2 separate regions of the Capra hircus genome follow, and region 2 is linked to region 1. Evidence: chromatin contacts called from public Hi-C data. All regions are on one chromosome and are shown on one strand. Each heading gives the region's core, a stretch centred on a gene start, on an enhancer-like site or on the middle of the called end of the contact. The rest is flanking DNA. Distances are from core to core; before and after follow the strand shown.

The links. A called contact is a pair of places that touch in the nucleus more often than the background predicts.
Region 2: a contact with region 1 is called in a Hi-C map of blood, with 2.1 times the contacts expected there. The contact joins the enhancer-like site here to the promoter of ANKRD2 in region 1. A contact is called at or near these places in 3 of 5 Hi-C or Micro-C datasets (blood and liver).

What each region holds. Positions count from the first base shown.
Region 1 is chr26:32,855,034-32,862,405 of ARS1.2, reverse strand. It overlaps ANKRD2 (ankyrin repeat domain-containing protein 2), which reads left to right and starts at 4,814. Exons shown (of 10, transcript XM_005698297.3): 1 at 4,814-4,995; 2 at 4,997-5,102. The coding sequence starts at 4,943. UBTD1 (ubiquitin domain-containing protein 1) reads left to right here. Exons shown (of 3, transcript XM_018041303.1): 2 at 570-797; 3 at 2,131-3,217. The coding sequence ends at 2,516.
Region 2 is chr26:32,941,188-32,948,559 of ARS1.2, reverse strand. It overlaps ZDHHC16 (probable palmitoyltransferase ZDHHC16), which reads left to right. Exons shown (of 10, transcript XM_005698290.3): 5 at 180-208; 6 at 830-963; 7 at 1,983-2,068; 8 at 2,735-2,858; 9 at 3,046-3,116; 10 at 3,830-4,418. The coding sequence ends at 3,944. MMS19 (MMS19 nucleotide excision repair protein homolog) reads right to left here. Exons shown (of 31, transcript XM_018041300.1): 24 at 6,843-6,943; 25 at 6,666-6,722; 26 at 6,333-6,519; 27 at 5,935-6,017; 28 at 5,641-5,805; 29 at 5,499-5,558; 30 at 5,096-5,196; 31 at 4,623-5,015. The coding sequence ends at 4,988. Among named protein-coding and RNA genes, the nearest start is that of ZDHHC16, 8.8 kb to the left of the region's middle. Within about 2 kb of position 2,834, at least 1 of the 5 cell types and tissues checked has an H3K27ac peak or open chromatin away from gene starts, as enhancers often do.

The DNA of each region.
Region 1 (7,372 bases), core at 3,565-6,064:
GCAATGGTCACTTCTAAATGGTGGGATTCTTGAGTAAGTTTTCTCCAATGGCAGCACGGTACAGACCATGGTCAGAGAGTGACCTTCTGATTCAGAAAACCTGGCCTTAAATTGGTACCTGTGGGGCTTTAGACCAATGACAACAAGCTCTCTGGGTCTCACTTTCCCCATCTGTTGGGTTGTTTTGAGTCTAAAATGCCTAGCCTGTGATCTGGCACAAGCTGGGTCCGAAAATGGTCACAGTTGTTTTTTTGTTTTTTGACACAACTACATTTTTTCCAGAATTTTAAAATACTGAACACGTTCAATTTTATAATCAAAGAAAGAGAATAAAATTAAGACTTAACTAGCAGCAATAAAGGCAGTATATGCTTTGCTGACAAAAGGGGTTTTCACCCCCAGGTGGGGTTTGTGCAGTTTCCAGACTCTTCCCTGAGTCCAGGAAGGGGCCCAGAGACCCAAATGCTCAGGAACCACAGCAGTGAGGGCTGGGGAGGCTGGGCTGGGAGAGGGCGGACCGCAGTCCTGGCTTTTACACATGCAGAGCTTCTCCCTTCTGTCCTGCCCAGGACGCAACGAGCCCCTCAAGAAGGAGCGGCTGAAGTGGAAGAGCGACTACCCGATGACTGATGGCCAGCTGCGGAGCAAGAGGGATGAGTTCTGGGACACGGCGCCCGCCTTCGAGGGCCGCAAGGAGATCTGGGATGCCCTCAAGGCTGCTGCCTATGCGGCCGAGGCCAACGACCACGAGCTGGCTCAGGCCATCCTGGATGGAGCCAGCATCACCTTGCCCCATGGTCAGTGGGCAGGGCAGGGGCTATCTCCACCAGAGCAAGGGGGCTGTTGGTGGGAGAGAGCCAGTGGCCAGCCCCATGTCGGGCACTTCCATGCAGGCTGTGGGTGGCAAGTGTGGCTAGTCATTTGTTCATTCAAGCAACCGTTATGAGCATAGACCAGGAGCAGGACACCAAGAGGATGAGAACACAGTCCCTGCTTGCCTAGGGAGGGTGTGGAGAGACAGCACACCTCCAGGCAGTGTGATGCGAGCAAGTTAAAGATCACTTGGGGCCCTTGGGGATCCTAGCACACCTCAGGTACCAACCTTCTGTTGAGTAGTATTATATGCTGGGCACCGAGCTAGAAGCTTCTATTGCATCATTTCATTTAAGTTCATAACAGCCCCTGAGGCTGTGTAAAGCAGAGAATAACAGTGGAAACTCTGTAGAGTCAGAAACTGGGTTTTAACCGTGTCTCTTTCCTAACTGTGTGACCTTGAGCTTCTTGAATTTAAAGCCCAAGTGACTTATCAGTTATAAAGTGGGGATACCTACCTCATAGGATGGGTGTTAGGATTCAACAAGATACAGATAACATCATTTAGTCCAGTCTCAGCACGTAGTAGGTGCTTGAGATACAGGAAATATACTACTACATGCAATACACTGTACCAGTAAGAAGACTGAAGCCCGCTAGGTATGAGTCATGAAGAGCAGGGCCTATGCTATTTCAGTCAGCCTTATAATGCCGGCACGTAGCACATATGCTCAGGAAGGGGTTGTTGAGTGAACAAATGAAGAGTAATTTGCTAGGGTTGAATGAGCCAGAACCTGGTGGAGCCAGAATGCCAGCCCAGGTCTTGCTGACTCCACCTCAGGCCCCCACCATCTGTATAAGGAAGGCCTGACTGTGGGGTGGGTTTGAGGACTGGGGGGGGGACCATGACAGGTATATTTGCCGCTCAGTCTGCTATAGCAAAATACTGCAGACTGAGCGGCTCACGAAACAACGGAAATTTAGTCTGAGAAGCCCAAGATCAAAGTAGCAGCTGATTTGGGTTTTGGTGAGAAGTGTCTTCCTGGCTTGTAAATGCCACCTGCTCACTAAGTCCTCATCGTGGGAGGAGAGAGAGAGAGCTTTCTGGTAACTCTTCTTATAAGGGCACTAATCCCCTGGATCAAGGCTCCACCTAAATGACCTCACTTAACCATAATTGCTCCCATATAGGCTCCTACCTCCAAATACAGTGGTGCTGAGGGTTAGGGCTTCAGTGTATGACTATGATGGAGGGGACGCAAGTTAATCCATATCTGGGTCCCCAAGCCAACTCTGACCGCCCTGCCTTTCCCACAGGCACCCTCTGTGAATGCTACGATGAGCTGGGCAATCGCTATCAACTCCCCATCTACTGCCTGTCGCCACCCGTGAACCTGCTTCTGGAGCACACCGAAGAGGAGAGCCTGGAGCCCCCTGAGCCCACCCCCAGCGTGCGCCGAGAGTTCCCGCTGAAGGTGCGCCTCTCCACGGGCAAGGACGTGAGGCTCAGTGCCAGCCTGCCCGACACGGTGGGGCAGCTCAAGAGGCAGCTGCACACCCAGGAGGGCATCGAGCCATCCTGGCAGCGATGGTTCTTCTCCGGAAAGCTGCTCACAGACCGCACGCGGCTCCAGGAAACCAAGATCCAGAAAGATTTTGTCATCCAGGTCATCATCAACCAGCCCCCGCCGCCCCAGGACTGAGGAGCCCATGGACCCCTGGGCAGAGAGGCCAGGGAGCTCTCTGCAGGGCCGAGAGGCCTCCCGCCTGGAGCCCTAGGCCCCCCCACCCTGCCGCTGCCTTTGAGAGCTGTCCTGTTCTTCAGGGGCACCTCTTGTGTACGGCTGCTGGGCAAGCCCTGAGAGGACCCTGCTTCCCGGGGACACCACGGGCCACCAGTGCACAGCACCCAGGAACCAGTGTGCTGCCACACACCAGCCTTGCCAACTTGGTCAGAGAAAAAGCAACCAGGGCCCTCCACTCGGTCTCTGTCTCCTGAGGCAGGTTCGAGCCAACGAGGGCCAACCCGGAGGCCCCTGGAGCCCAGATCTGTCCTCTGGTGCTGATGGCTGTGCTCACTCCGGTTTTCTGCTCAGGGTCTGAAGCAGCTGCTGTCTCCCTCCCCTGACTCCGCCCTGGGCACAGGGCCAGTGCCCTGGAGGGGAGGAGACCATGCTTGAGCCCCAGGGGTCAGGAGCCTGAGGCTGGCCTCTGCCTCTCCCAGCCCCTGGCACAATTGGCAGAGAGGAGGCAGTGGCTGGGCAGTGGTGGCCGGGGTCTGCACAGGGCCATCTCCTGGCTGTGACCCTGGCGGTGGGGGGTCTGCAGCCTGGTCATGGCCCCACGGCAGGTCCCTGTGTATAGACATATCTGCATATTTATCAATAAAGCCTTTTGCTCCTTCCTTCTTGCTTGCCTGGCGTTGACTCTAGGTTCTAGTGCAGCTCTGTGGAGCCTGGAGCCAGTTCAGGGGGGTGGAGCAGGTGGATGTGCAGCCTGCCCAGCAGCTCTGGGCACCACAGAGAGTATGGTGAAGCAAGCCGCGAACTGCTGGTGTTCAGGCCTGCGTTCCCGTGGGTCCTCAGGGAAACCCACGTAACCTCCGAGCCCGCTTTGATTATCTTTCAAGTGGAGGTGGTGCCACCTGCCCTGCCCCCTCCCTCCGTTGCTGGCAGGATTCAATGGGATAACGGACGTGAACTCACTTTGAAAGCCAAGGTGGCACCTCAGGCAGCATTAGTTAACCTGCTGCTCTGCTCCTGCAGCTCAAGTGCTGGCTTCCCTCTCCAGTCCCTGAGCCAGGCCCTTGGGACTGGGCGATGTGCAGTGTCCTGGAGAGAGTACCCTCAGTGACATGACAGTGAAATCTCTGACAACATTCCGATGATGAGCCTGTGTTGGCTTGCCACCAAGAGAAGCAGAGGGCAGAAGGAGCTGGGTCTTGTGCTTCCTTAAGGGAGAGCGTGCAGGTAAGCAGAGAGGGGCATCTTAGATAAGGCTGTTTGGCTTAGGGCAAGCCACGTGAGTGTCGCGGAAGCACGGGGCTGTGGCATCTTTGGTTCACTGGTAGGTTAAACCTGGGTTGTGGTGACCCAGGGCTTGCTCCCACAGATCCAGGTGTGGAACTCAGCGAAGCAGGTCTGCCTTTCTCCAGTTGGGAGTAGTTTTCTTTCTCAGTGAGCATAACCACCAGTCAGGGCAGCCTGACAGGGAAACCAGGGAGGGAAGGATGATCAGCTGGAGCTGGAGTCCTTGTCAGCAGGGCTTAGCCCTGCATTCTGGCCCTTTTGGTGGCTTCTTTTGAAGCAAGATTCTGTAAGTCCCCCAGAGGTCCCCTGAGACAGACAGGTGAGGTTTCTCAGGGACTCACGGGTTTCCCAGGCGGCGCAGTGGCGAAGAATCCGCCTACCAATGCAGGAGACACGAAAGTTGAGGGTTCGATCCCTGTGTCAGGAAGATCCCTTGAGAAGGATACGGCAACCCTCTGCAGTATTCTTGCTGCGAAAATTTCATGGACTAAGGAACCTGGCGGGCTACAGTCCGTGGGGTCGGAAAGAGTTGAACGCAACTGAGCACCCAAGCATAGCATGGACTTGCAGCCAAATGCAGCGATGCTTCACTAGGGGGCGCTCTGGGACGCCAGAGACGCAAAGATCTGCGAGAGCTACAGGCAGAGGGAGGCAACTCCCCGTCTCCCCACACCCCATCCAGCACTGCAGCCCAGAGGAGACGGTGTCTGCGCCTCCCCAGAGCCAGCGAGCCTGTTCTCAGACAGCCTGGGAATGTAGGCCTATCTTGGGTTTCCACATTTGGGTCCCCACACTGGGACTGGCTGGGCAGGATTTCTAGGCATCCAGCAGGTGGCACTGCCATCAGAGCTAAGAGCAGCCAGGGGTCCTTGGAGCAGCCTGGCTACCCTGGCTGAGGCCCAGCTGGGCCCGAGCACTCAGGACAGGCGCCAGGCAGGCTCCTTCCTGCAATCCCTGCTCTCAAGGCACTGGGCCTTCCGACTCTAATAGGCCAGGGGCTCGGGGTTGCAACTGTCCCATCCTTCCCCCTGCACCCTGGGGCTGCCTGGGGTGAAGGTGACAGGTGGGGGAGGCAGGTGGAGAATTGGGCCAGTGAGCTCATGACAAAAGCGCCTAGCAGGGCGGGGGTGGTGGCCCTGGCATATAAAGCCCCTGGGGCCTGCCGAGGCGGCTTGCGACGGCACCATGGCAGACTCTGAGGAGGTGCAGCGGGCCACGGCGCTTATTGAGGAGCGGCTGGCACAGGAGGAGGAGAATGAGGTAGGGCTGGGGTGGGGGGCCAAGGGGGTTCTGGGGACACCCAACTCTGCTGTGAAGGGAAGGCAGAACCTGGCTGCCATACCTGGCAGGAAGGATGACAGGTGTCCTCAAGGGCCCAGTTGGTGCTATTCCAGGGTGCTCCTGAGAGGGCGTTGTTGGTAGTGGGAAATGAAGGCTTTAGCCCCCAGATCTTGAGAGACAAGTGGCGAGCCAAGCTGGGTTCCACGAGACCCTGTCTGCTCACTTGGGCCTTGAGAAGACGGGCTAAGCTACACAGAGCAGGACAGCCAGGATGCGGCCTGGGAGTGCGGGGCCCCGAGATCCCCCAGCTGCTGGGTGGGAGGCTGGGACAAAAGAAACTCCAGTGTTTGGTCCCTGAAGAAGGATAAAGACTGGGAGCAGAGTGAGGAAGGGATGCTGGCAAAGGAAACCTGGGTTTTCTAGGACCATCAGCCACACCAGGGGAGGCCTCTGAGCACAGAGGCTCTGGACAGTTGCATTTTCTGTGGAATAAGGAAGCAAGGGAGGAAAGTGTGGGCTGGTCCCACTGTTCATTTGATGGAAACGAATACTTGACCTGGGGTTTCTCTGCCAAGTGCCTGATGCTGGGAGGAATGAGGGGCTCAGTAAGGTCAGCCCCTGCCTCTCCCTTACCAACCCTGTGTTTATTTTAGCTGACATTTGTCAGGCTCACAGTCAACTCAGAAATTGTTGGCAGAGTGGAGACAGGGTGAAATAGAGGTGTAACTCAGAATGAAGGAGCACAGAACGTGGGTGATCACGTTGACCACGGACCCTCTTGAGGACTTCTCTGCGGACAGGAGGGCACTGAGTCAGGCCTTCAGGGATGGCGAGTGGTGATCAGGATGGGGAGGGCATTCCAAGCTAAGGAAACGGCAGGTGCTAATTTCCAGGTGTGGAAATGTGACGTCAGGAGGGAGTCTGGCAGTAGGGGCTGAGGCTGGGAAGGCAGGCAGGGCACAAACCAGCAGGCAAGGGCCACATGAAAGATCCTCCATGGCAGTGGGAAGCCACTGCATGTTGTTGAGTGAGGCACAATGGTGCCATCTGACCTGTTTTAGGAAGGCATCTCTGACAGCCCTGAGAAAAACTTGGAGGGGGAGAGACTAGCCCTACCAGGAATGGGAGGGAGGAGATAAATTCGTTTAGAGGTTGTGTGTGTGTGTGTGTGTGTGTGTGTGTGTGCACTCAGCCGCTCAGTCATGTCTGTTTCTTTGAGACCCCATGGACTGTTGCCCGCCAGGCTCCTCTGTCCATGGAATTTCCCAGGGAGGAATACTGGAGTGGGTTGCCATTTCCTCCTCCAGGGGATCTTCCCAAGCCAGGAATTGAGCCTGGGTCTCCAGCATCTCCTATAGACCTCATTCATAAAAGGAAAAGTGAATGGGAGTGAGGAAGAGGGGAGGGTCAGGACTCCGGTGGAAGAAGACACGAGGCCTAGGGAAGGAAGGGCAGGTTTGTCTCAGAAGAGCTTGGACTGAGCCCACCGAGTCCCAGTCGGGGCATCCCTGGATCTCCAGGAATGCCATTTCTCACTCCCCCAAGGGCATGAGCACCAGGGCCAGGCAGGTGAGTCATGCTTCTGGACCATTTCTGGAATGCTGCCACTGGACACAGAGATCTTCAGCAAGAGGACAGGGAGCAGTCCTCATCCATTCATTCATCCAATAAATATAGCGGCAAGGCTGTCAGGACCATGCGTGCCCACAGAGCCAGCCTTGCCACCAGTGCCTCCTCCGTGCCAGCCACTGTGATACAGGTGGGCAGGCATGCTCTCATTTCATCTATGCGACCACCTATGAAGTAAGGCAGGAGTTTTGTAGTGTTGTGTTTCATCGACGAACACCCAATTCAGGAAACATTTCTTGAGCACCTGCTACATGCCAGTCCAGAGAAGCAAATATGAAGCGAGGGGCTCTGCAGTCTGAGTAAGGCATGGGTGAGCAGTAGAGACCCAGTTGTTCCCACCAGGCCCCAGCCCAGCAGCATTCTTAGAGGAGAGCTTCATGTCCAGCCTGCACCCCTTTCTTGGGGTGGGTGGGGAAGGAGGACCTCGGATACTAGCCCAAGGACTGGGGCTCTTCGATGGGGGCTTTACTGGGCTAGGTCATCACTGAAGACTTGGAGTGTGCAGAGCTGATGAGCCTGCCTGCCATCATCCATGAACTCATTCATTCATTTACTCTCCAAAAACTTGCTGAGCACCTACTATGTGCTAGCCTCTGTCACAGGTGCTAGGGTTGCCAAGA
Region 2 (7,372 bases), core at 1,585-4,084, 88 kb before region 1:
CGAGTTACCTTGTCCAGTGTCGTGTAGCCAGTGAAGCACGGTTTGAAGCGAGACCTGGCTGTCCTCAAAGTCTGTGCCCTTTCCACCTCAGCAGGATGCTGGTCCTTGTAGGAAAGGATTGGCACTGACATCTCAAGAACCCTGGCCACCGTAACAGAGCCTGTGTCCCTTCCTCACAGGTGTGTGCTGAAGATGGATCATCACTGCCGTATCCTTTTGCTATCTCCTCTGCCTGAAATCTCCTCCTTTAGCTCCAGAGCACTGCACAGGTTTAAGGGCCACAGACCCAAGGCTTCTAGCTTCACCCTGCAGAGAACGCTGGGCTCAGGAGAAGTTAGTAGAAGAGCAAGTTGTGGGGACCAACCATCTCCTGGGAATAACAGGAGGCTTATGTGCTGTCTGGGACGGATCTTCTGGGAGCAAGGCCTCTCTCCCTAACAGCTCTTTCTTTCATAGACTTTCGTGCTAACATCTATCAGATGGAAAGAGAGGTCTTGTTCAGTGGGTTGTCCAGTGGGGGTCCAGATAGAACCATCGGTCCCTTTCTGCTGTCCCACACAGATGTCTGGTAAACCCGTTTGTCTGAATATTAGCAGACTCATTTTACTGAAGGATTCCAGCTTTCATGATCTCCTGGTGGGACTCGTGAGGGCTTTGAAAAGCTTTAACCCTTTCACCTCAACTTCAGGGAAGTCCCATATTTTCCTGCCTTTGGTGATGGAATCCTTGGGCTTGGATGATATTGTGAGGAACCACAGATAAACCAGAGAAACCAGGACATCCCCTGAAGTTGTGTGTTTGATCTTGTCCTTAATCCTTTCCCCACCAGCCTGGCTAAACAACTGTGTGGGCCACTATAACCATCGGTACTTCTTCTCTTTCTGCTTTTTCATGACTCTGGGCTGTGTCTACTGCAGCTACGGAAGCTGGGACCTTTTCCGGGAGGCTTATGCTGCCATCGAGGTGAGCCCATAGTTAGGAAAAAGGGCAGCTCAGTAGAGAGCACTCCGGGGTGTGGAATTTGTCCCTAAGAAGGGGCTGGTAGCACCCCCCCTCTCCTAGAGGCTTGAGAGTGTAACCAGCACTGTTTTCCATCCCCTTAGAAAATGAAACAGCTCGACAAGAACAAACTACAGGCGGTTGCCAACCAGGTGGGCTCTCCCCACCCCACTGCCTCCTCCTGCTCAGGCCAGGGGTATAGAGTTGCTGAGGCAACTGGGGCCCACCTGTTAGTCGAGTTGTAGAGACTGGGCTGAGGCCAGTCGAGACTGGATCAGGGGTGTTCTGGGGGCTGCCTGCCACAAGTAGGCCAAGTGGCCTGGGGACCAGCTGGGAGTCCCTGGTATGTGAGTTTTTGGCTCTCTATCCCATTTCATCTTCTTTGGGCTGAGCAAGTGCTCTGCCTTGGTGATGGCCTGAGCAGTGAGGAGTCCATGTCAGTCTGTGTGATGGGGTTCCAGGGGACAGAGGCCGGGCCGGGCCAGTCTGGCAATCCTTTGCTCCTGGTCTGTCTGCATCTGCATCAGGATCCCCGGGCCTTTTAGGACTCCTTGCTCTGAGCAGACTGTTGGCTTGAGCTTGTGCCTCTGCTGCCGTTTTGGTCCCTAGTGGGGCTCCCTGTTCTCTCCCTCCGTTCTATTCTGGGTGTGATCTGGTCCCCTCTAGGGGATTACAGCCACACAGTTCCAACTGGGAAGTGGAGTGGCTTCCCCTGGAGCCCCGTTTGTGTTGTCACAGCTAAAGGCCCAGGGTTGGTCCCTCCTGTGCTTTACCATCCTGTCCAGACCCGCTCTGCCCAGTGTATGTCCACACGACGATGCCACCGGCTTGGTCCACCCATCTGGCTGCTGCCCTGACTCCTCTGTGGCTTAACCCCCTCTCTTCTCCCCCTGGGCCTGGATCACTTCCCTGCCTGCAGGTGCTGGGTTCTGGTGGAGACCAGCAGAGTCAATGAGCCAGACTGTGCTGTTTTCTTTTTCTAGACTTACCATCAGACCCCACCACCCACCTTCTCCTTCCGAGAAAGAGTGACTCATAAGAGTCTTGTCTACCTCTGGTTCCTGTGCAGGTATCTTAACTCTCATTTTTGACAGGTTAAGCGGGGAGGGGCAGCTTCAGAAAGCCTTTTACAGAGCCCACACAGGCAGGAACCCCTCCCTGTATGAACTGTTGCTGTTCTTAGTCTCACTTAGGTTGGCCAAGAGTAGAGCTTAATTTTCCCCAGCATTCTGGGGGAGGGAACACAAAGGACTTGGCACTGAGGGTTTGGTATGTGCCAAGGGAAGTTCAACTCCTCCTTATAAGAGCAGATGCATTTTGTAGAGGAGGAAAATTGCAGATGTGAGGGGGTGAGGTGATCTGTTCCATGATACGCAAGTAGACACGGTAGAGCTGGAATCTGATGTGCCATTTTACTTTGATCCTTGGTGCTTACTCCCCTTTCTTGTCTCCCAAGCATGGGTATTTTAGGAAATATATAACATTTTCATTAGTAATAGACTTACTTCCCCATTCTTCTTGCCTCATGATTTATTCTTGGCCCATATAGATGCTTTTTCATGGATGCTGTTTTTATCAGTAGATGCAGTGAAGTAAAAGTTCATTTAGGACCCCTCAGCTGGGAGAGAAGGCAGAAGTCCCTCACCAGTCACTGTTGCTCAGTGCAATTTCAGACCTACTCATGGCCTCTAACCCTCTCCGTGCTGCCCCCCAATCTTTGCCCTTCTCTTCTCAGTTCTGTGGCACTGGCCCTGGGTGCCCTGACTGCATGGCACGCCGTGCTCATCAGTCGAGGTGAGACGAGCATCGAAAGGCACATCAACAGGAAGGAGCGTCAGCGGCTGCAGGCCAAGGGCAGAGTGAGTAGGGCTGGGGCTGGGGTGCTGGGCGCGTAGGAAAACCAAACCTGCTGCTGTGACGAGCTGGTTTTTCCCCCATGGTCAGGGCCAACTAGGGCAGGCCTGAAGCCCAGAACTTGCCTAGCCAATTTAGGCTCAAAATTGGTGTAAAGAAAAGGGTTCCTAGAAACGTTTTTCTTTGCTCTAGGTTTTTAGGAATCATTACAACTATGGCTGCTTGGACAACTGGAAGGTATTCCTGGGTGTGGACACAGGAAGGTAAAGTAAATGTAGCTCAGCGCTGTCCGTTGCACTTTCTGTGTTGGGAACAACATACTACACCTGTGTTGCCTAAGACATGAGCCACTAGTCACATATGGCTTCTGAGTGCTCGAAACGTGGCTCATGTATTAGTGGATTGAATTTTAATTTCATTTTCACCAATTTCATTAGGCACATGTGGCTAATGGCTACTATACTGGTACAGCAGCAGATGACTACAGTAGAATCCTGAAAGCTGTTCTCAGGAAGGGACCTCTAGCTAGGGTCTGTTGGCCACTGGTGACCTCCCATTTGTATGGCAGTGTTGGATTTCAAGCAGACGACTTGTGGGAGTGAAGTTGTGACAGAGGTCCTAAGACAATAAATGAAGCTAGCTCCCTCAGCCCAAGCGACAGATAAATCATTTTCTAGATTGCAACTGCTGAGGCAGTAATAAGTAGGTGACCATTAAGTGCCTGCCCTCTTCCCTTTTCTATCCTTATCATTGCTGCCTGTCACTATGCTCGCAGTGCCCATTATAGCTCAAAACCTCTAAAGGCCTTCAAGGCACGAGAGGGTGTATTTCTTGGACTAAATTGGAACTTATGTTACTTTTGTGATGAATGCCAAGGTAGCTTCAGACTGCCTTGAGCTATCTTTGCTGTGGCATGAGGATCAGGGAGGAAGACTGGGAACGCTTGGGTCTCAGGAGTATTTGTCTTCTCTTACAGGCACTGGCTTACTCGGGTGTTGTTACCTTCCAGTCACTTGCCCCACGGGAACGGAATAAGCTGGGATCCCCCGCCCTGGGTGACTGCTCACTCAGCCTCTGTGATGGCAGTGTGAGCGTGTAAGCTGGAGTGTGTCAGCCACAACTTGAGTACCACCCTGCTTCCTGCGTTGCCTCAAGGGCCTCCAAGGATAGCTTCTTGGGATCCTTGAGCCAAAAGAGCCAGTGGGCCTGCCCCCAAGGTACCATGCAGGGACAACTCAAGGACTGATCTCCTGGCTGCTGCAGAAGCAAGGCACGATGTGGAGAAATCCTAGGACTGATGTCCCTTTACTCAGGCAAACAGAAGTTCCAGCCCCAGACTGGAGATCAGGCAGCTAGCAACCTTGCCAGGTTGACCCCGACCTCCTCCAGGTTACAGCACTGGGGTTGGCCACCACCTCTTCCACTTGCCGTCAACAGCTGAATGGTAGAGATGAGATTCTGGCTTCTCAACAGGGCAAAGATACCAGGCCTGCTGCTGAGGTCACTGCCACTTCTCATGTGCTGCTGAAGGGAGCAAAAATAAAGGTATTTGATTTTGTAAGGACTGTAGCTTTTCACTCTTTGCCTTTCCTGTGGGATGGGGAAAGGGAAATTGGGGTCAGGGCCTAGTGAGCAGATGTTCTGGTCCTGCCACCCGTGCCTCACTTGGAGGGGTTGGATGTCCTCAACAATTCCTATCGTTTCTCTTCTAGGTCAAGCAGTGATGCTTCTGAGGCATAAGTGGAAGAGGGAAATAACTGACAGCCCCGTTACCAAAAAAATCTTTATTCTCCAGCAGGTACACACACACCACCCTCCCTGGTCCTCAGGGCCACACACATCTGCATTCACCCTCAGCAGCATAGCTCCTTTTTTCTGACATATAAATGGAAGAGCCTCAAGACCAAGGATCATTCTTCAAACACAAGTAGTCTCACACGCAGTTACTTCCCAAATCCATTAGAAATCAGGATTCCTGTATTTCTTGTATAGCCATGCGGCAGAGGCCTGGCATTTGTGTTGTGTCTGTGGGAAAGGCAGTCACGGGCCAGCGGTCTCCCTGCCTGGGCAAGGCGGCTCGATGGTTAGTAACTTCAGGTTAGGCCGTCAGCCAGTGTAGGCCAGGGATGGGGGCTCAGCTGCCAGGGCTCCCCAGCAGAAACCTGGAGGCAAAAAGAATGTTGACAGCACTGGCGGTGAGGCTCACTTCAGTCCTGTCTCTCCCCGTGACCTAGAAACTCACCATTCTCCCCTGGCTGACACTGCTTCCTTGCGCACCAGCCTCTTCTTGTCATCCAGGGGTTTGGCTAAGGCCCGGATCACCTGTGGTTTGTATGGTAGCAGCTGTGGAGTTAGAGGACTTCATCTTAGCCTTGTTCAACCAAGGTAACCAAAAAAGTTGCTCTGACTCTACATCTAATAGTCTTCCTATTCTTGTACTGACTCCAGACAGTCAGTACAGCCTCCTGTGTGGCGGGCTGGCCATTCTATTTTCAGGGACTCAGGAAATCCTTGCCTATCTGTACTATATAGTGCATATCTCAGTAGCACAGCCAGGTGGCCAGTCCTGCCTGCTTAAGGCAGAAAGGTGCCCTTGGCTCTTCTAGGAAGTTTCCGGGCCAGAGAGGGACACCTGTGGTACTCACCACGGGGGTGGGCAGGCGAGTGAGAGCGTGCATGCACTGCAGTGCAGCGATCCGGACTGCCTGGAACACAACCATAAGGAGGTGAGGGGAAGCCCACGAAGGGGAGACGTACAGGCCGAAGAGTCGTCAGGGCTCAACGCACCATGGAAGGGCTGGCACTGAGGGTCAGGAACTTGGTGACGAGGGTGTCGACGTGGAGACTCATGACCTGGGGCGCTTCCAGTAGAAGAGGCTGAAGGCAGCTGAGGGTTGAGAGCTGCACCACAGAGTCAGGGCAGGACAGGGCCTCCAGCAGCAGGGAGAGCAGCTAAGGGGTCACAGGAAAGGGTGGAGTGACCACATCTTTGATAAGCCTGCTTCTCCTCCCCTTTCCAGACCCAGCATGGGGAGGACAATGGCTTTGTCCCTGTTTAGAGGCTGTGACGGCAAGGCTTACCGTGGGCAGCTCTGGCAAGAGCACAGGCTTTGGTAGCCTGTTAAGTACATGAGACAGACCCTTCAGGTAGTTTGGCTTCACATCTGCAAAAAATGGAAAAGCTTAGGGGAAAACTGGGCTCAGAGAGAGCTTGGGATTTCAATTCCAATCTATGGTGAAGCTGGGACATCAGCCTACAGAGATTTTTATTTTTATTTAAAAAAAAAAAAAGCCCCTCAGGCTCAGAATAGGCAAGGTATACCCATCAAAGGAAAAGAGTGGGTCAAGAATCTAGATGTTCTGCCCTCCGACAGAGGCCTACTATGCTCTAAAGAAGCACTCAGGTCCTAAATTCTGACTGTGGCCTGAACAAAGGAGAGGTCTATATATTTGAGGGCCTTCCTCTAACCTCTCCTCACCTTGCGGGGCAGCATGGAAGCCCCGGACCAAAGCGGGCACGTTATCCGTGAAGAACCGCTGGCGGAACATGATCCGCACTTCAGCATGGCCAGCACGAGTTAGCACGTCAGTGCAGTCGGACATGAGCAGAGAGAAGCCATCAGCTGCTGCCGGGCCTAGTTCTGGATCACTCAGGAGGCCCATGAGCTGGAGGAAAGAGAGCTTTTGAGGTACATCAGTGGGGAAGGATCTTAAATACTATGAAGAGGACAGCAGTCATTTTGGGGAGGAAGGGGATCAAGAGCGAAGTTGCTGTTTAGATTCTAGGTTCTGCTTGTTCAGCAAAGACTTACCTGCTCTGTAAGGCAGGAACTGAGAGGATGGTATCTAAGCACTAAGGCCTTTGTGACCTGTCACCAGAGAGAAAGAAAAGTCAGGGCAAGATGCCCAAACCCTGAGAAGCATGCAGGGTTCAATGGAGAGATTTAACCAGATTAACTGCTCTAACAAACTGCATTCCGACTCCTTACCCAGAGAAGCAGTGTGAAGGCCTGACTACGACAGGGCCCAGAGCTCAGCCCAGCTTCCACTTTGTCCACAGCCAGCTGCAGAAATTCATCCAGCTCTTGCCCTAAAAAGGAGGTAGGAAATGCTGACGCACGTGTGTCTGTTTTGACAACAAAGGCTGTAAATCCTTTAAATGCAGAAGCCATTAGAAAAGAACCATGTCATTTTAGCTGTGGACTTGGCCCACTTAGCTCTAGGACACCATCATGAGCCTGGGATTCTCATAATGTTGGGGTGCTGGCATAGAAAAGTCTACTTCTAATAAAAAGTCTTTTTTTCGAAAAGAGCTGTCCACTTCTAATAAAGAATTAGCCCTGATAGCCCCCTGCAGGGAACAGGAGGGACGGAACCAGACAGAGCACTCTGGTTGAAACCCTCATCATCTTCCATTCTATAAAGCTTTGCCCAGCTCTGGTCTTGACTCCTGTCCCAAGGGCTGTCCCATGGAAAGCCTGATTATATTAGCAAACTCCTTTTAAAAAGAGAATGAGTG